Linked DNA regions of Macaca mulatta: region 1 is linked to region 2. Evidence: chromatin contacts called from public Hi-C data. All regions are on one chromosome and are shown on one strand. The core of a region is the stretch at or near the end of the contact, and the rest is flanking DNA. Distances in the headings are between cores, read along the strand shown. Region 1 holds the start of ADH5 (alcohol dehydrogenase 5 (class III), chi polypeptide). Region 2 holds the start of METAP1 (methionyl aminopeptidase 1).

Region 1 (4,554 bases), core at 1,231-3,730, 99 kb after region 2:
ATTAAAACTTCACTTTTTCCTTTTTAATGTGGCTACTGAAAAATTTTAAATTACACAAGTGACTAATGTATCTATAGCACACAGAGCTGCTTTAGAGATTATAGTCAGTATACCCTCCACAACCAGAGAACCACACGTAATGAGAAAGGTCCTGATTAGTTTACATTACACTTGAGAAATGCGTTGACAGACTAAAGGTTGTAAACCACTGGGTTTACAGGAGACAGATTTTAAAGTTAATAATTACAAAGCGTGTGATTTAAAGAGACAGGCACAAAGTAATACAGAAAGCAAAAAAAGTAGATTAAGAGCGTAACTGCTTGGTTTGGGAGAGCTTCACTTCTAACCTGGATACTGAAGGATGAGGAAAAAGTAATTATAAATGGTGATAAAACACCTATATATAGGGTGATTGTGAGGACTGAGTAAGAATGAATACGAAGTCCCTGGCCGGGCGTGGTGGCTCAAGTCGCCTGTAATCCCAGTACTTTGGGAGGCTGAGGTGGGTGGATCATGAGGTCAGGAGATCGAGACCATCCTGGCTAGGTGAAACCCAGTCTCTACTAAAAATACAAAAAATTAACCGGGCGAGGTGGCGGGTGCCTGTAGTCCCAGCTACTGGGGAGGCTGAGGCCTAGATCGCACCACTGCACTCCAGCCTGGGCGACAGAGCTCAAAAAAAAAAAAAAAAAAAGGAATGAATATGAATATGAAGTCCCTAACACAATTCTTGGAGCAGCATAGCTTTGCAAAGTAAGTTAGTAGTTATTGACAGCAATAGAACAAACGGTTGAGGAAAAGGAGAGGTGAACTAGATAGAGATAAAAAGAATGGCCTCTGTAGGCCGGGCGCGGTGGCTCACACCTGTAATCCCAACACTCTGGGAGGCCGAGATGGGTGGATCACCTGAGGTGAGGAGTTCGAGACCAGCCTGGCCAACACGGCGAAACTCCCGTCTCTACTAAAAATACAAAACTTAGCCGGGCATGGTGGCGGGCGCCTGTAATCCCAGCTACTCGGGAAGCTGAGACAGGAGAATTGCTTGAACCCGGGAGGCGGAGGTTGCAGTGAGCCAAGATCGAGCCACTGCACTCCAGCCTGGGCAACAAAGAGTGAAACTCCATCTGAACTGGAAAAAAAAAAAAAAAAAAAAAAGGAAAAAAGAATGGCCTCTGTAAATTGGTGAGGCTGGAAATGATCGTTTTTTAAAAGTAAATTGCAGATATTAAATCTTATAGTACAAAGAATCAGACAATGCATTAGAATCTTTTTCACTTCAATGTGCCATAAATTTCAACTCCACAAGTCAGATTCAGAATACTAACAATTAAGTTATGCAACCTAAAAATCCAAAGAGACAAGAATACTAAATTTGATGGCCTGCTCCCCTTTAAAAAATGTCTTACAGGAGCCTAACCTTTCCTTTTTACTGACAATTCTAAGCAAAACAAAGTCCCACTCTAAATCCGCGGGAAATGGCACTACTTCAACATTTGAACTATAGTAACAATTACAATCTTTCACATTCTGTGAACAAAGACACTCAGCAATAAGGAAGAGCAACTACCAGTTTAAGTCTGAAAGACTGTTTAGAGTTTCTTTCAAACTCCAATATGTTAAGGCCATATGTCTTACTAGAAAATGTCCAAATTTGCAAAGCATTAAAATAATCAGCAATTTTAGACTATTTATTCGTAATTTCTGCCTTTCTTTACTGTCTAATGTGTATTTTATGAACTGGTCAGAGAGGAGCAGACCTGGGTCGGAATCCCAGTCCGCCATCACAACCGACCTCAAATCACAGTTTTTGATAAGATGTCCCCATCTCGCGGAGGTGTTTGTTATGTGAGGACTAGAGGGAAGATAAATCTCTTGGTGTTCAAGCGCTCGAAAACGTTTCTGAAAGGGACGTAGGGGTCTTTCCAAAATACACTCCTTGGAGGCACAATAATTAAGGCGTAGGCTCAATTATGAAACACAAGCAACCTAGGAGTTAGGAGCACGGGCTCTGGCTGCAGCTCTGCCAAGTATGCAAGCTGCAAGAATGACCCAGAGTGAGTTACTTAACTTCGTGTAAGAAGCAATGCGTGGCCGCTCCTAAGCCATTTCCACTGGGATACCGTCCTGACCAGCCCCTGCCCCCCACTCTCCGGCTCTCCCACCCCCACCCCGTTCCGGTTGTCCCAGAAGCAGCAAAGAAAGCTGCTTCCCAACTGAAGAGCCGAGACAAAGCTTCCTTCTCTTTCTGCCCTGCTGAGCCGCTCGCCGGGGCCCAGTTTCAGAACCAGGAGCCAGATCCCGTCCTGGGCCGAGCCTCGCGCGTCCCCGAGGACAGCAGCCTGGTCCCATGCCATGCAGTCCCTCCCTAGTACTCAGGGCCCTCCGCTCAGCGGGCGCTACCTGGTTCGCCATGTCCACGGGTTTTGGTCAGCATGGGGTGCGGATGTTCCGACTGGGCTGAGCTGATGTTCCGACTGGGCTGCGCGGCGACCGCGGCGTGGGCGTGGCGAGCGCCTAGCGAGGGGGCGGAGCGTGGGGGCGGGCTTGCAATGGCGTCGACCGGAAGGGCGGTGCTCGAGCTGTGGTGCGTGCCCCTAGTTTGTAGATTCCTGGGTGCACTCGCTGGCGAGGCTGTGCGGCGCCGGTTTCGTGGCTAAAATCCGACAGCCTTATTGCAGAACTTGTTTCTTTGTCCGGAAAGGGCTCCCCTGTGTAACTTTACACCAGTTATCGTAGATGAGGCTTGCAAATTACAGATGTAGACGGTGAGGGAACGGGAATTTCACTGATAGCGCCTGAGAACCAGTAAGAGACCTGCAACAGCTTTGTGCTCCACTGGCAAATGCTTCCTCCTCTAATACGCATTATGTGTGCTTGCAGACACAAGGAGTAAGATACAGCCCCTCAAGGGACTCGCCATAGGGAGAGGACACAGAGCTGTGGGAATAAAGGGGCCACAAAGAAAGACAGAGGCGTTTGCTGAAAACTTCCCAAGCTCCCATTCCAGCAGTTCCTGAAGGGTAGGTAGGATTTTGGGGAGACAGTAGAACGTGGGCAGAGTTGGAAGGAGGAGATGAGGGGAACAAAACGTCTCCTGATCCTGGACAGTTTGATGTGTTGAGAGTGGGCCAGAGTGTAGAGAGAGAGAATGGAGTATTTTTGCCGGTTTACACTTTGTTTGAGACAGAGTCTCGCTCTGTCGCCCAGGCCGGAGTGCAGTGGTGCGATCTCGGGTCACTGCAACCTCCGCCTCCTAGATTCAAGCGATTCTCGTGCCTCAGCGACCTGAGTAGCTGGGATTACAGGCAGACGCCACCACGCTGGCTCAATTTTGTATTTTTAGTAGAAATGGGGAGTGGGGTCCGGGGGGCGGGGGGTGGTCTCACCATGTTGGCCAGGCTGATCTCGAACTCCTAACCTCAAGTGATTCGCCCACCTCAGCCTCCCAAAGTGCTGGTATTACAGGCATGAGCCACTGCACCTGGCCTGCCGGTTTACTCTTAAACTCTGTTGTAAATGCTGGATTTTGTTAAAATAGCTCTATCAGACACACTGCTCTTCTCTGTCTGTTTTTCAGTCTTTTTCATGGCTTTTTTCCTGGGTACATATGGTAAGATTATGTCCAAAGTCTTTCCATTCCTTCACTCCACTCTCTCACTCACACTATGGCTTTTAACTTCTATTTATGGAAAGATGACTACCAGATTATTATCTCCAGCCAGGATGGCCCCCCTAAACTCCAGACTTGGACTGGATTTCTGTCTGCATTAGGATATCTCACAATCGAATGCAACTCCTAAAACTCATATTAATATTTTCTCCTTAAAGGGACTCTTCCCTCTGTGTGTTGACACTCTTCACGTACTTGCCCCAGCCAGAAACATGAGAGTCAACTTCTCCCTCTCCCTCAGTCCCTGCATTCAGTTTGTCACCAAACCCTAAATATCTATCTGGTCTTGTGCCCCTCTCTCCCCACTGCTGCTGCGTTAGTTCAGGCTTTCATAATTTCTTCCAGGATTACTGAAAGATCCGCCCATCTGATTTCTTTGATGCCAGGCCCTTGAATCTGATACTTGAAAGCCCTGTTAGTGGCGTAACACTAATCAAAACGTAACATCAATCAATGCCATTTCCTAATTTCCTTCAATAATTTTTGAATGATGTAGGCTATAAACAAATACCATTCTTCTATTTAAAAATATTCAAGGGAGAACAAATGGATAAAATCCAAAGTCTTTAGGCCAGTCAGGGCCTGAATTACTTCATTCTGTATATGTCTCTATCCTTATTTCCTGCTCTTCTGCCAAATTTCACACCAACCTTTAAGGAACATTTGTAGTTCCTTAAAAGGACTATGCTTTTTCTTGATTCCAGGCCTTTGTGTATGCCAATACTTCTGCTTGGAATGCAGCAAGCAGTTTCTAGTGAGGAAAAAAAGAGTTTTGGCAGAGAGTTAGTTTTCTTTTCCCTATTGCAGATATACTGTCTATTTTCTGGAAAGAGACACTTGCATTTTTGTAGTACCTTGTTTAACAATAATAGACAAGACTTCAG
Region 2 (5,047 bases), core at 580-3,079:
GGCGGGGTGACAGGATCACTTCAGCTTAAGAGTTCAAGACCAGCCTGGGCAACACAGTGAGACCCCCGTCTCTACAAAAAAGCGGAAAAATTAGCTGGGCAAGGTGGCGTGTACCTGTAGTCCTAGCTACTCCAGAGGCTGAGGCAGAAACATCACTTGAGCTCAGGATGTTGAGGATGCAGTTAGCTGTGAACACCACTGCACTCCAGCCTGGTTGACAGAATGAGATGCTATCTCAAAGAAAAACCAAACAACAAACAAAAAGTTCACATCATAGTAACTGAATAAATCAGGTAAGTAAATTACTTTACGTGGTGTGGTACAGTTTTTATTTAAAAAATATTTTATATATACATACATACTTATACCGATTTTTCTGTTTTCTTGTATACAAAAGTGTATGTACGTATGCATGTAAATATTTCTACTCCTTGATTTTATTACATCATTCGTACTGCTTATATTGCAAAACTAAGTTCTTTTTTTTTTTTTTTTGAGACATGGTCTTGCTCTGTCGTCTGGGCTGGAGTGCAGTGGCGGGATCATAGCTCACCATATCCTTGACTTCTCAGGTTCAACGGATCCTCCTGGCTCAGCCTCCTCAGTAGCTGGGACTACAGGTGCCTACCGCCACGCCCAGCTAATTTTTTAGTTTTTAGTTTTAGTTTTTGTAGAGACGGGGTTTTGTCATATTTCCACGCTGGTCTCGAACTCCTGGCCTCAAAGAATCCGCGGGCCTTGGTGCCCTGGATGCCCTGGCCTCTCAAAGTGCTGGGATTGATTACAGGCGTGAGCCACTGCTCCTAGCCAAAACAAAGTTCTTAAAAATAAAAGTAATATGAGCTTTTCTGGTGTATTAAGTACGGAGAAGCTAAAAAAATACAGTAAGATAACAAAGTTCACAGCCTTTTGTGATCAGTAAATGCTAGTTTTTCGCTCTTCCCTAGTGACAGGGAGGCACTCAAGCATGAGTTACAACACGGCAGACCTGGAATACAGATGAAAAGATTGAGGCAACAGGTTCGCAGCGGAAGGCCTCCGCAGCTTCTTTCGACTCTGACATTTCAGGATCAGCACAATTCTCCCCTATTTACCGCGGAAGCAATCAACTGGGATAATACAAACAATTATTATTTGTATTGAATACCTGATAGTTGTGTTACTATTACTAGCGCTATCGTTTTTGAAGGGGGGTTGGTGGTGTGGCAAAAAAAATTCGGGCAGGAGGGAGGGCAGATGTGAATTCCAGCCCAGCTTCTCGTTGACAGTTCTATTGCTCTCCTTTCTGCGAATGAGCGGTGGTCTTTAGGCCTCAGACCTGACAATGTCACTGAGAAATAGAACTTAACCCAGGGGACTGTTCTCCAAGGAGCGTCCGGGGGGAACCAACGCAGAGGAGCGCAGCGCCCTCTCCAGCCGCCTGCGGGTGTCGGGGATGATCAGGGCTCTTGGGTGTTTGTCAGTGAGGACAACTGCCTTATCTGACTGTAGGCACAGAGAGTGCGCCGCGAGAGGGCGGCTCCTCACAGCCAGGCGCCGGCAGGTCGCGCTCTGCGCTGGCCGACGCCCGAAGGCGCCGAATGGGAGGGGCCCTGCCGAGCTCCCTTACAGCCCCCACGTGCGCGCCGCTAGGAAGCTTGGGCACCCAGCCACCGCGAGCGGCGGGCGGGGGGCGGGGCGAAGGTGGCGGGGCGGGGCACCAGCTGCGCGCGCGGGGCGGGGGCGGGGCGCGCTGCGTGGTCCCGGTCGGCCCTGGGCTCCTCCCCCTTCCGCGCCCAGGCCGGCGGCAGGCCTTGCTCCTCCCCCGACTCGGTCTCTCTCCCCTCCCCTCCGCCCGGCCGTTCTTCCCTCCCGCCGCCGCCTCTTCCTCGGTGAGGCGCTCTTCCAGCGGGCAGGCAGCATGGCGGCCGTGGAGACGCGGGTGTGCGAGACAGACGGCTGCAGCAGTGAGGCCAAGCTCCAGTGTCCCACCTGCATCAAGCTGGGCATCCAGGGCTCGTACTTCTGCTCGCAGGTAGACGCCCGCTGCCCCGCGGATCTGCCGCCACCGCGGGACTCCTCTTCGCCTCTCCCTTGCTGGCTCCTCCCGCTCTTGCGGCGAGTCGGGACGCGCTCCTCCTCCTCCCCCCGGCCGCGTTTCCTCCTCCCCCCACCCGCGTCGCCACCGCCCCCTCCTGCCTCCTGGGGTCCCCGGGTCCTCGGGAGCCGCGCGGGGCTCACGCGGGGGCGGGGGCCGCCGCCCGCCGCGGCCATGTGGGCTGGGGCGGAAGCTGGCTCGTGTGGGGTCGCGCGGCCGCGCTAGACCTCCGCGTTCTGGGGCTGGTTCCTTGCGCTGGGGCTGGGGCCGCCAGGTGTGCGGGCTGCCGGGGGCAGGTAGCGGCGCCGTGAAACAGGGCAGCCCGAGCGTCGCGAGCCTCCACAGCCGCGGCACCGGCGGGGCTCGGGTCTGGGCGCTGGAGGCTGCCGGGCCGTCCGTCGGATCCCTGCGGGGTGGGGGGTGGAAGCGACCCGCCGGTCTCTGAGAGATGGGTGGCCGGAGGACGGTCGGAGTAGCAGAGAGGAGGAACAGAGGGGAGAAACGCTAGGTAGGTCCAGCCCCACTTCTTTGTGCTTTACTACCGTGCGTTGACACTTAAGCAACTTTGGGGGTGGGGAATGGAGAGGTCTGTGTAATTCGTTCTTTTCCCTCGGTATATAAAATTATTAATTTACAAAGCTGTAAGCTAACGGGATGAGTCACCTGTGACTGAATTTCCCAGAGTGAAAAGGACAGTTCCATTGAGGGTTAGGCGTGAAGGCTGTAATGTGTTTTAGTAAGTTTTGTGCAGTAGAGCAAACCCAGCGTTGAATGGGGTCCTGACTGAAGCGCGTGCTCGTGTTTCTGTTTACTGAAGAGTGACTAGTGTTGCTGCTGCATTTCGAGACCCAGGGTGAGGGCTGGGCGGCAATAGTATGGCTCTTACTTACAGTCCAGGTTTACTGAAGAGAGGCACATGAATATTGAAATATTAAATTGGTAGTGTCCTGTGGGGAGGAGAGCAGGAATAAAGAGAAGGCCTGATTGGGGCCCTGCTCTTGCCAATTACTGTGCGATCTTGAATTAGTAAAGTTACTTAATCTTTCTGAGTTCCAGTGTTACCCTGTACAGAGGGGATGATTATAGCTTTCTTAGTAAGTTTCACAAGCTTCTTCTGAAACCCAAATTATCCAAGGAACGTGAAATGCTGTTATAATGTAAGACCTTTTATTTTTTCAAGGATTATAGTACAATTTAACTCTGCCATAAATAAAAATATGAATAAGAGTGAAGGCAGACATATGAACACAGTACAAATAATAAAAGTATTTTCCAACATAAAACATATAAAAACGTAAAGATATAAATAAATACAATTTTTATGTCACAATACTTGTAGATAAGCCATTGCAAGAGGTCTTACCTGTGTTATATAGTCTTGTTTTTAGATAGGATATGATCCTTGACCTTGTTAGCATCATTTGGAAAAACTTGCACGTGGAGGAGTGTTGCTTGATCTAAAAATAGCATTACTCAACAATCTAAAGGATCTGTGCTAGGTTTAACATGTTGAGCATTACTCATGTTAAACCTAGTACAGGTCCTTTAGATTCTTTAAAATTTCCAAATTCTATCCTTTTGTGGCCTGTGTGGGACCTGAACTTAAGAAACAGTGTTTGCTTTTGACATTTGTGTACCATCTGAGTAGAATAACTTTAAAAGTAGGTGGCATTTTGAGTTAATATCTCTGACCCTCTTCTGTTAAGATTTTAAAAAGGTAGCATGAAACACACATTCATGAAACAGGTGGAAAGAAGGTTGAATCATTGGGGTTTGTGGGAAAATGCTAGACACATTTGCGAAAACAAAACATTCAGGGTTTATTCCGTGTATTAGGATTTGAGGTGTTTACATGTTGGATTCTGCAGGTATATTTCTGGTATCGCTGTTAGACATGCACTCAAATATTCCCAGAGTGGCTGTCCCAACTGTCTCTTTTTCTTCTTTTCTCTTACCACCTCCTCGGGTCAACTTTTAAAATTTTCCGCCAAATCAGTTGTCGTAGTCTCTTAATTTATTTCTCTACTGTAATTCCTCCCCTTGCAAACAGACACCCACAAAAAACCCTATCTCAAACAAAACCTTTTGTACAGAAGTTGTTTTTCCCGCAGTCTGATTATGCATATCCCTCATTGCTTTCAGGATTCCAGCCCCACATTCAGGGCCCCTCTTCTGAGTCTCTTGCTCTAGCCAAAAGCTGTGTTTATATTCTTTCCTTTCCAAAATGTCACCTGTCTTCTGAAATCACAGCTGTTTCCTCAATCCCATCTTGAGAACTTGATCAAGTCACTGTAACTTATCCTAAGCCACTTTATACATCTGTGATGAAATATGGGCTTGGCCAGGCATGGTGGCTCACGCCTGTAATCTCAGCGCTTTGGGACGCCTAGGTGGGTGGATCACCTGAGGTCAGGAGTTTGACACCAGCCCGGGCAACATGTCAAAACCGTGTCTCTACAAAAAATACAAAAATTAGCCGGACGTGGTGGCACACGCCTGTAGTCCCAGCTACTCAGGAGGCTGAGACACAAGAATCACTTGAACCTCGGTGCTGGAGGTTGCAGTGAGCCGAGATTGCACCACTGCACGGCACTCTATCCTGGGCAACAGAGCAAGACTCCGTCTCAAGAAGAAAAAAACACAAAAAACCAAAAAGTAGAAATTAGGGATTTTCCTTAACACTCCTCTGATCACTAGGATGATCTTTCTTCTTTCTACTGCTCTGGTCCCTGGCCTGGCTGTCTGGCCAGCTTGTCTTTGGGAACAAACAGAACAAAACTGCGAGAGGCCTTTCTGATGCACCATTAACAGAAGTAAGGCATTCCCAGTTACTCTGTCACACCACCTTGTTTATTCCTCTGTGACCTTTTGTACAATCTATGATTACTTCACTTGTTAGAAAAATGAGGATATCTTTTTTTTGGTTTTTTTTTTTTTTTGAGACGGAGTCTCCCTCTGTCGCCCAGGCTG

Evidence for each region. Hi-C and Micro-C count contacts between places; a contact is called where the count stands out from the background.
Region 1: a contact with region 2 is called in a Hi-C map of cortical neurons, with 5 times the contacts expected there. The contact joins the promoter of ADH5 here to the promoter of METAP1 in region 2. A contact is called at or near these places in 2 of 14 Hi-C or Micro-C datasets (cortical neurons and liver).

What each region holds. Positions count from the first base shown.
Region 1 is chr5:108,370,859-108,375,412 of T2T-MMU8v2.0, forward strand. ADH5 (alcohol dehydrogenase 5 (class III), chi polypeptide) reads right to left here and starts at 2,481. Exons shown (of 9, transcript XM_001105718.5): 1 at 2,401-2,481. The coding sequence starts at 2,412. LOC106998425 (a long non-coding RNA gene) reads left to right here and starts at 2,584. Exons shown (of 2, transcript XR_013417240.1): 1 at 2,584-2,805; 2 at 2,881-4,554.
Region 2 is chr5:108,272,843-108,277,889 of T2T-MMU8v2.0, forward strand. It overlaps METAP1 (methionyl aminopeptidase 1), which reads left to right and starts at 1,830. Exons shown (of 11, transcript NM_001261513.1): 1 at 1,830-2,014. The coding sequence starts at 1,901.